Linked DNA regions of Zea mays: region 1 is linked to region 2. The links are chromatin contacts, called in public Hi-C maps. All regions are on one chromosome and are shown on one strand. The core of a region is the stretch at or near the end of the contact, and the rest is flanking DNA. Distances in the headings are between cores, read along the strand shown. Region 1 has its middle 10 kb from the start of LOC103650997. Region 2 holds the start of LOC103650993.

What was found. A called contact is a pair of places that touch in the nucleus more often than the background predicts.
Region 1: a Hi-C map of tassel shows a contact between it and region 2, with 3 times the contacts expected there. The contact joins the enhancer-like site here to the promoter of LOC103650993 in region 2. A contact is called at or near these places in 14 of 25 Hi-C or Micro-C datasets (bundle sheath, ear, leaf and 4 more).

The regions. Positions count from the first base shown.
Region 1 is chr3:183,560,406-183,565,810 of Zm-B73-REFERENCE-NAM-5.0, forward strand. No RefSeq gene overlaps it. Among protein-coding and RNA genes, the nearest start is that of LOC103650997, 10 kb to the right of the region's middle. Within about 2 kb of position 1,581, at least 18 of the 20 cell types and tissues checked have an H3K27ac peak or open chromatin away from gene starts, as enhancers often do. A contact at or near this core is called in bundle sheath, ear, leaf and 2 more, where this site is marked.
Region 2 is chr3:183,352,532-183,358,050 of Zm-B73-REFERENCE-NAM-5.0, forward strand. It overlaps LOC103650993, which reads right to left and starts at 1,677. Exons shown (of 1, transcript XM_008676587.4): 1 at 998-1,677. The coding sequence starts at 1,610. The coding sequence ends at 1,200.

The DNA.
Region 1 (5,405 bases), core at 331-2,830, 210 kb after region 2:
TGAAAACACATTTCTAGATCATTGAACATGTTAAGTGGTACACCGCACACCACGACAGTGTATGGTTCATAAACCGACCTACGATGTGCCATCTTTATCGGTTAACAAGTTCATGGACCTAAAAATACATATTTAAAGCTTATGGACTTAATTGACATCTTTTAACAAGTTTAGAAACCACTGGTGCATTTAATACCTTTTTTGGGAGAGCTGAAATCACTTTCGATATATTTGATCTGTCTACCGGTATTTGTTGTCTGGCCTGGTTGGGCAAGGGTGGCCTTAGCTAGAGAGCCAATTTAGCTTGTTTGAGACTGACTCCAACAGAGGCCATGCAAATCGAGCAGCCATTCAAGCCTTTGGCTAGTGTCTCTGGTTTGCCTGTCCAGGCATATGACACACGGTTTCAACGACACACAAAAAAGCAGCGGTAGTATAGTCCAACAAATAAAGCAGATGATAGGGTCATGTTCTTAGACACAGAAAAAGGAAATGGCTGCAAGCCACAATATAAGCTATTATGGCTTCTTTCTCTTTCCATTCTTTTTGCCTGGCTCGTTTGGCTGCCCTGTTGGAAGGTGTTTTGTACGGCTACGGTAGCTCGTGAGCAACTATTTTAGCTTTGTCTGTCCATTTAGCTGCTCTATTGGAATCAGTCTGAGTTAATCAAAAAATGTTGGAAAACATAAAGCCGTGACCCGCGAGGCAAGATGGTTGCACATTGAAATGTTTTAGTTTGTTCGATGCTAGTTTCTTGCCTAGCTAGCTGCATGCTATGCAACTGCAGTACCAAGATGCTCGGGCAAAGCAAAGGTCGTGGCCGCAGCAGGAGTCTGTGGTAGACAAAAGCCGCGGTGGAACCAAACGCAACCTTTTAATAAAGCATTTTCTGGACGAGCGCTTGCTACGGTAGGAATTGATGGCCTGTAGCCTGTAGAGGCACAGCAAGATCAGAGCAGGCGTATGGGCATCATCTGGCCGGCGCGCGGCGCGCGGCGTCGTGGAATTCGTGGGCAGCACCGGAACCGTCCAAGCGCCGGCCCACTTGCGAAATTATTGAGCCGACGTGACAGCGCTTTTCGCCGCGCGAACGAATCGGCGGTCAACCTCTAACGGTCTCCGTCGCTCGATCGCCCGTCTCTGACGGCGCGCTTGGCTTCTTTGCGGGCGAGGCCGGGTCAAACCCGACGCGCGTGTGGTGCAGCGAGCGGCGACGTATCAGCACTCCAGTCGACTAGCGCAGTATTGGCGACCGTGTGCAGGTGCAGCCGCGCGACGTACGTCGCGCCTGGGGACGACAGGTTCACTGAACGTTTCCTTCACCCGTAGCTCTAGCAGTAGCAGCAAAGGGTGGTGCTGGTTGCTGAGGGAAAGGTGAAGACCGAAATGGGGGATAAGATCTGCCAGAATCGGACACGCCAAGACGACGTCGGTTTCTTCCTTTCTTGGCATGAGCCATGAAAAGGTCACGTGCGTCATCATTGTGGGTGAGAAATGGCAGCAGAAGGGTGGTGCCGTGCTTATCAGGAGCTCGCCGGCCGGCGGCCGCCGTGTCGTCGTCAAACCATAAACAGGTCGGCCCATATGGATGCATGCATGATAAATATTTTTCTTTTATCCGCGATGGCCGCGCCACGCCAGGCTCTATGACGACTGATGGATGCATGCGAGCCACGGCAGCATGTTGCAAGTGAACTGGGCCGGCTATTAAATATCAAGCATGGGCCTGCATCAGTTATCCTTAAGAAAATGGAGAGAAAAAAAACAAATTGAATAGCCAGCCAGGAACCGGGTCTTTTAGCAGCCTGTGAATGTAGAAGCCGGAATCGATTTATAATAATGCATATTAATAAATATGCTGTGCTTGCACTCATATCTCTACATGAAACAAATTTAATTATGCATATTAATAAATATTTTCCCAATAGATTCCTATTTTTCAATAAAAAAATGAAGTAATTTTCCTTGCGAAAATGAAAATCCCTTGTGAAAATGATGTTATCAAACTAGGCTTAAATGTGTTGTATAGTTAGCTTGTTTTGTGGCATGTGATCGGTAGGCATCAGAATTCGGAATGATTACAAATCTTCACAACATATGGGGCGGGGAAGCGCTCGCGTCCTGCGAGACACGACAAGAAACAAAACTGACTGTCAATTGCTCCACCATGGAACAAAAAAAATGGAAATAGTTGATTTTATGTCATTGATTCGCTTGTACAAACCAAGCAATACCCAACTTTTTTGGGAGCAGAGGATTAGAAGGGATCGAGGAGCTAAAATTCCTTTCTATTCAATTTTGAATACTAAACCTTTTTGGCTTGTTTGTGAGACAAGAATGAAGAGGCTAAAATCCCCTTGCTATTCGAAATTGAAAAGCAAGTGGATTTTAGCCTCTCCAATCCCTTTATTTCTCTTGCTTCAAACATGCCCTCAATCCACTATAATTCCCTTGCTCCCAAACAAGTCATAGAACAGTGTCCAGTAATTCACCTATATGGTTACCCGAACAGAATGAAGTTTAAATATGGATATAGGAAAATGGGTAAACTACTGAAGATAGCCTAAGGCTATTCTTAATAGTAGTTTCATACATATTTAATAGTGTGCATACTATTTTTTTATAACATGGCAAAGCATTTAAGAGGATTAAGTTTTATGAGATAAACTAGTTCTATGGCGATGGAACCATGTTAACTTGTTTTCAAGGACTTGAAAACCGTATGAAACCTCTAATGAGAATGATTTGTTTCATGTTCACATATTTTACTCACATTCATTGGTCATTAAGTTGTAGCATTTAAATGGTATGTTAGCATGAGATAGTGAAATGAAATTTTGCATTGAGATGTATTGTTTCATTCTTAGTTTCGTGACACTTTTGATGATTTGGCAATATTGGAAAGAGTGCTTCGAAATTTTCATTGAGAATAGCCTAATGCCCCATTTGGATCCTTGACATTGAATTTCATTCTAATAATCGTAATTTAGGCATAGACCAATTAAGTTAATACAAGTTTATACCAAAATATATCTGTATACTATTATTAGCCATATGAGTAAAATATTTATATGCTACATTTTTATTATAGGGGAGCGAGCCAAAAACATGTTATAAGTTGAAGAGTAAAAACATAGACCAATGATACATTAAATCAATTTCCACCATCTCATCCTGTGGATTTTGAGATAGACTTATATCCATACTTTAGAAAGTGGTGGTAGTTAAATTTCAAACTAAACAACCTATTCTATTAAGTATATTCTAATTTATTTAAAATGAATGGATCTAAACGGCTCCTGAGGGTTGATTTGATGACAAGGGGATCACGGGGAGATTGGAGGGGATTGAGGGAGAAATGTTCTCCCCTCCAATCCCCATGATCCTTGGCCGTGATCCTTGGGCACCAAATCAGCCATAGATGCACTCGAACAGTTAGAAATCAGAATTCGTGACACTTTTGTTGTGTAACGCATATAAATGGAGCTAATACAACTTACCTCCTCAAGCACCATGCCCATTTAACCGTTTCTCGGTTCTGCTAATCTACCTGGATGTTGCCACGCCTGCCAATTTTTCTGTTTCCAGGTTCTGCTAATTTGTCTGGATGTTGTACTCTTTGTACCTGGAGAATAAAAAGAATTTCAACACGGAAGCTTCAAAAATAGCATAACAAAAACTAAGGCTTCGTTCACACATACATTTAAGATCATAGCTTCAGGATAGATCATACTACATAGGTATAAAGAACATGCAAAATGCGTAGCTGAGACCAATAAACAGCCTTCTTGTACTGTCTGCAATTTTGTGATGCTATGATGCTTCCTTTATTCTTTCCTTTTGCATAAAGTTGTTATAATGTTAAGAAAGGATTTTTGCTTGCAGGCATAACACTGAACTAAGGGGAGAAAACAAGTTCATGTTCATTTAACAAAGAGATTATCTACAAATAAAATATGCCACAAGCCACAATAGGATTGTCATGTCCTGTAACCTTATCTTGGTTTAAACTGACGAGTCAATGACTAAGAAAAAAATTTAATCAAACTATCAAAAAAAGGTAAGTTCCTATGGTTCCAAAAGAGCCTTGCCACTGACATAAACAAGGTTACAAAAGAGTAACATTATCAGTTTTTTTATAATGGTAGTCCATTTGCGTGCATAGTAATAAGCCTATCAATCAACAAAACTAGATTATGTGTTCAATCATCACATCAACAACAATAATCATGGTTTTTGAGGCGTTGTGGCATACTGTGGGTCTGTGGAACTCGGGTATGCCTGGATGCCTAAGGCCACGTTTGGCATGCAGGGAACATGGCACCCCGTCAGCCAGCACCGGTGGGGGCAAAACCTGCAACGCCTATCCCATGTGGGGTGCTGCCCCGCGGGCACAGGGCAACGGTGTCTGTTTGGATCAGATAGCGCGTGTTTTTTATTTGCCCTGTATTCTGCGTAGATATTCTACGATGAATGCGACAGAAGCAAGGACAAGAGAGGCGTAGGGCACACAAAACCGATGGTCGAAGGAGTGGAGCCTTATCCCTGTCTAAACCGGTGGTGCACGGGGTCAGCAAAACTGTACATGACCCTTCCAAACGCACAGATGAAGAGGACATGTTTTTATTGTCCGTTGGCCACTCGTCCTGGCGAAACCGGTCGTTTCAGTGTTTCCAAATGAAGCCTAAGTGATATGGTTTAACTAAAACCTTGTGGCATCTTGTAGTGCCTGTGTTATGCATCAATGCCTAGGCAAAACCTAAAAAAATAAACAATAACACATATCACGTGAGAGGTTCACATCAATCCTTTCTAGAATATCTACACATGTAGCATGAGAAATATACACCCATACATAGAATGTACAATTGAAGTTTAGTTCCCTTGAAATCCTTTGGCCAGACTCGCTAGTGGTAAGGAATACTTGTTTGGGTTCTTGTCCAAAAGCATGTACATCACTCGTCATCACTCGTCATCACTTGTTTGGGTTCGTGTCGTCGTCAAAACCATAAACAGGTCGGCCCACATGGATGAATGATAAATATTTTTCTTTTATCCGCCATGGCCGCGCCACGCCAGGCTCTTATGACGATTGATGGATGCATGCGAGCCACGGCAGCATGTTGCAAGTGAACTGGGCCGGCTATTAAATATCAAGCATGGGCCTGCATCAGTTATCCTTAAGAAAAAGGAGAGAAAAAAACAAATTGAATAGCCAGCCAGGAACCGGGTCTTTTAGCAGCCTGTAGATGTAGAAGCCGGAATCGATTTATAATAATGCATATTAATAGATATGCTGTGCATCTCTACATGAAACAAATTTAATTATGCATATTAATAAATATTTTCCCAAGTGATTTCTATTTTTCCAATAAAAATAAACTAATTTTTCTTTAAAAAATAAA
Region 2 (5,519 bases), core at 427-2,926:
AAGCGGTGATTTCTGATTTACACCTCCCTAAATGTCGCGGCTAAAAGTGTTGCCTGCCCGGGCTTCAATCGAAAGGCAAACAGCTCCATGCCACGTACATCTTCGTTTTTTTTCCATTGCTTCCTTTATCTCTGTAGTCTCTTTCCGTGTGATTGGTTGATGTATGGTAGTAGCCTGGTTCGTACGTGGGGAGTCAGACTCTTGGTGATCAGGATAGGTCCGTGCATAGACTCTTGTTTGGTTGTTTGTATTAGTGCGTCCAAACTATATATAGCTAGTGTTTGGTTGCTTGTACTAATATACACAATAGAGAAGAGTACATAAATAAATATTTAAATTTTATATAACATGAGTAACCTAGTTTTGTTCATAAAAATCTTATGAACACAAATATAAAAAGTATTCGATGATTAAATGTTTTAATCAAAAGATATAATAAAAAAGAAATAAAAAATGTGCTCATTTTTTCATGCCGCTGCATGATCCCAACCAGCATGCGCTCCTACCCAGCTACCGGGCGTATGCGCTCAGCCTGTCTGAGGTCTCCTATTTGCACGCCGCCAACCTGTATGTGTTCATGCGTAAACCAAACAAACATTGCTTTATCTATCTGCGGCTGCAACTTTTCTATCCGTACACCCAACCAAACACATGGTTTCTGTTCCACACTTCCACTGTAGGTTGGACTGATTGGCTCCAATACGATGTTCAGAAGTTTGCTTCAGTTACATGTGCTTTCTTATCTCCTCTATCTACTTCGTGGAATATATGGTTTTCGTTGTTCGTCTTCGCACAAATAAGAAAGTGATGTCATAGATTTAGCTCTAGTTTATCCTGCTCACTCGGATATGAGAAGCGAACAAGAAACAAACGTTTGAGAGCACGATAGCTAGGACATGGAGTCATAAACCAGATATGCCAGCTCCTGGTTTTATATCGATGCCATAATGTGGTGGTAGAAATAAATAACTGCTAGTAACAAAGAGAATTGCTTGCAAGATAAAAACTGACAGGCAGACTTGATATTATACAGTAATGAGAGATTTCAGGGTACGCAAATATCGATCAAAGAAATAACCAGTATGTTTCTCAATCACAAGGTTTGATCAGATGCACACATAGATGAAAAGGAAGAAAGAAAGAAAGAACAAATACAAGAAAGACGCCAGCATCAGCGCGCACAGAACCTGATCGATGCACTACCGGTACTTCCTCGACGACGAGTTCATGAACCTGATGCACTCTTCCACCGCTTCGCTCTTGTGCGAGTCATCGACGGCCACCGGTGGCGCGGACTGCTGCCGCCTACTGCCATGCCTCGCCGGCGTGCAATCCGGTGAAGCAGCAGCAGTGGCAGCTGCTTTCTTGGACGTCGACGAGGACCGGAATGCCCTATCGATGCTTACCCTCGCTCGCCTGTAGAAGCGTGCGGCCGTCCACCGCGCGGTCCGCAGCAGGCGAGACCCGCAGCCGCCTCGCACTTGCCGACGAGGTCGGTCCCGGTCCGACGGCGCCCTTCGGCCGGATCTGGACGACAGAGAGATCATGGGCATGACGACGTCGATCTCAGCGGGGCTGATCCTTGTACACTCGCTCCCTTTTCTCCTCATCTCGTCGGTCGGATGCCTGATGGAACCCCCAACCAATATAGTGTGCGCGCACCACAGGAACAGCCTAGTAGGCTACGTACGACACGTTTTATACGGCAACTAGGCAAGGGCTAGTGTTTGTGCCTGTCAGTCACTCTCAGTCTCGTCTCAAAGGAAAAAAGCACTATTGCAACTAGCTAGTGATGTTCGCGCGCTTTGCGCGCGCAGTAGACATTTTAGAAATGAATTGATAAAAATAGTACAGTACATATTTGTGAGCAAGTAACTTTTATATAATTGACAAAGAAATCTTATTGGCATTTTCATTGCATATTGACTCCCTGTTCCAATCTGTTGAGAGAGGTACACTGTTCGGATATCACCAAAAACATAATTTTTAAGGAGTCAAATGATTTCGTCCAAGAAATTAATTTCTGCATTTCATCACATGGTATATTTTTAACAGAGATAAAGCCAGATTTAATAAAATATATACAATAATTAGAGCACTAAGCAGTCATTAGGTTCTGAGTATTAATTATACAAGCTAATAATATTTAGTCTTAATGACTCCTTTAGAAAGACAATCTACCCTACAGAGAAACGAGCCAGGCCATACGAACTGATTGTATTGTTGTTAGCACTACAATTTTAGGGTTATAAAAGGGGTTGCACAGAATGTAGACATTAGCTATTCTTTGAACTAATTCTATACGCTTGCACATATCATTTCATGATGAGTGCTGGATTGTAGGGTACAACCCACCTATTATCGAGTTTGTTGCCTGACTTGATAACATATCTGTTATTGTTTCTACGCCTGTAGACAACAAACCCTTGGCTATCAAATGATGTAGTTTCATAAATTCTTTTGGATAGTTTTTTGAACATCTGCCATTTTTCATGCAGGGACAACCTGGATTGAGTGGACCACATGGACCGTGTATCATATGTTCGGCAACCAAACAATATGCAAGTGGATCAGTATTTGGATCTAGAATTTCAGCAGATATAAAAGAGTCAATGAGCTCTGGGGTCGGCTGTGTTGTATCAGTTGAGACCCAAAATATAATATGGGAATGAGGAAGGCCACGTTTTTGAAATTTTGTAGTGTAAAGCACTGCATTAGGTAGAACAAATTGTACAAAGTAGTGAGTAAGTAGTTTTAAGCATAATCGCAGACTAATTGAATGCATTTAGTTACCTAATGTTTGGTTTTGTTTATCTAGTGAAAGAGAATATATAAATATGTAATTGAATACGTTTTTTTGTGTAGATAGTAAATGATCAAGTTTTTGTACCTGCGTTGCATGGGCCAAAAATAGATTTAGATCTAATATCATGAAGCATATCCTGAAGTTTCATGTGGTAAACTCGTACGATCACATCAGATCTATCTGGAGGATTTTGCCCAGGCTCGAATAAGCTCTCTTGAATTTCATGCCAATTTGCATTGCAGGTGAAAGTGATAAAAAATCCGGTGGTCCATGAACACGACAGATCGCAATACTATCATGATAGTTTTGTATCATATAACGTCTGCCGCCAATATGTGATGCAGGTAAAATAATTGTTTTACCCATCTCATTGCCACTTCTGCATCCACGACTAATAGCATCTGTTATACCTTGAATTGTGTCCATGCGTAATTTTTTTTTGATTTTGTAATATGTAATCTATCCTGTCTCATCAATACAAGCTTGAGCATCAACTTTTGCTTGACTGGATAGTAGTCCGTAACATAAATATGGATTCGGTTGATTTTTTCTGTAATGAAATTGGTGGCAATAATACTCTTGCATGGTCATGTGAATCCTTGTATTTTTTTCTGATGGATTAACACCGTTGTAGATAATTCCAATCTGAAATCCACACTCTCCAAAAGGAAAAAGAAGCGGATATTGTAAAGCCATGAAAGCTGGGTGTAAAGCAGATATTCGTTTAAGTTCTCTGCTCTGTGTTTCAATAATTATGTCACGCTTAAATGTGTCAAGAGAGAAGTCACCAACAACTAACATTGCGAGTTCTTCCACCGATGGTAAATTATACTGTACAGAATCACCTTCTTTGGCTCCAATTAGTCTGATGATGAGTTCTTCGTTTTTATTATTAGCTAGACGTTCTCTTGCCATTCTGAATTTTTTAACTAATGGATTGTGAAGATCAAGCATTTTTATTAGATCATTCACTATAGTCGGATCTAAATCCATATGTGATTCTTCACTGCCTTTGATACATTGTATTCTGTTTTGCACCTCATTTGCAGTATCATAGATATATAGCTGTATAAACTTCGGAGGAGAACCATCTGGAGGTAACAGAGACCCAATACGATGATGAACTTGACCACATATTTTGAATAGCGGCGGGCCACACCCATCATTTACTGATTTATCAATTTGAGCACCCATTGATGTGAAAGCAAATAGACAATTGTATTGTCTAATGCTCTTAATGAATTTCTTTGATATATGATCGCCGTCAAATTTTGCAAGAGTAGCTAGAGGTTCGGGTCTTGGTTTGTACGGAGGAATACTAATTTTGCCACCTTTGCAGCAATTGTTATAAACAATAGATCCATCACGCTGTTTTGATCTAATTCTCTCACCATACCAGAACACAACTTTGCAGTGTTGGCACTCATAGTCAGGCTTTCCATAATATGATCGATTTGGATAACAAGCTGCAGATGTCATAAAAACATCATCCACAAGAGTAAAGATGAAGAAGATTAGAAGTGTGATGTTTTTCGCATTGATGGGTCGTTGAAAAGCTTTTGTCGATGTATTTTTTTAACAATTTACCTTTGAGTGCCTGTATGTATTCCTTAGTAAAATGACCACAATGTAAACTTTCTGTTGTTTGATTTGGTATGCCTATGTTCAGAGAAAACAAGCACTATTTGTTAGCTTAATTATGTGTGGTGTCAGATATGCATGCATATACACAGATATATCAATTCATACGAATAACGTACACATAAACATATATGCTTCTGTATATATACATGTAATTATCTATAACTTACCTTTTTAGCCATACGCTTTTGGTTTAAATAGCGTCTGCGATTTTGCCTTGCTTCCGTAGCATTGATAATTGATGTGAATACAATCCAGACAAACCTTTTTTTATAAAAAATGAATTGTATTATTTTTTCTTACTGGTAATAATAAGTTTTCTTCAGTCGAGAAAGATATGTGTAGGAAAGTAGACTTACTATTTTTCCTTTTTCTTGTATTTCCATTGTGTTCATCGCAATCCATGGTCAGACTGTTTTGTAGGTCTCTATTTATCTATGACACCTTTTGTTTATCGATCTGATGATGGAGATTTGATCATGCGGTTTTGTATTAGTACACTATTTCCTAGCACAAAAAAATATGTGTTTATTTATTTATCGTTTTTAAAATAGAAGTTTGTTAAGTTACGTATATATATTTTTATAAATGTAAGTGAACGATTTTTTAGTAAAGGTAGAACTAAGCTTTTAGAAAGCAACTATGTTGCGATATATGAGAATTAACAGGTAAGATATACCATATTAGAAATGATGCATATGTATTTATGCATGAATACATATGTACTTATACAGTTACTACAACATTGCTCTCACGTTCAATAAAATAATAGGTAATGAATATTCGCAGATGGACAATTAATATGAATAATGTATGTGTCTATATATATAAATATTAACAACGAATATGTGTAATACAAAGTGAACAAAAAAATGCTAATGATATTGCTGGAGGTATTATGTCACACCCGGATTTAAGGAGCAAAGCCGGGTGCATCTCATACATGCGCCAAAAAAGACAACATATACAATAACAGAGTGTATAGAGATAAATGTCACAATATAATCAGAGTACTTTATTACATAGCGGAAGTCTTACAAAATAAGAGATAAATATCGCAGGATCTAAAATC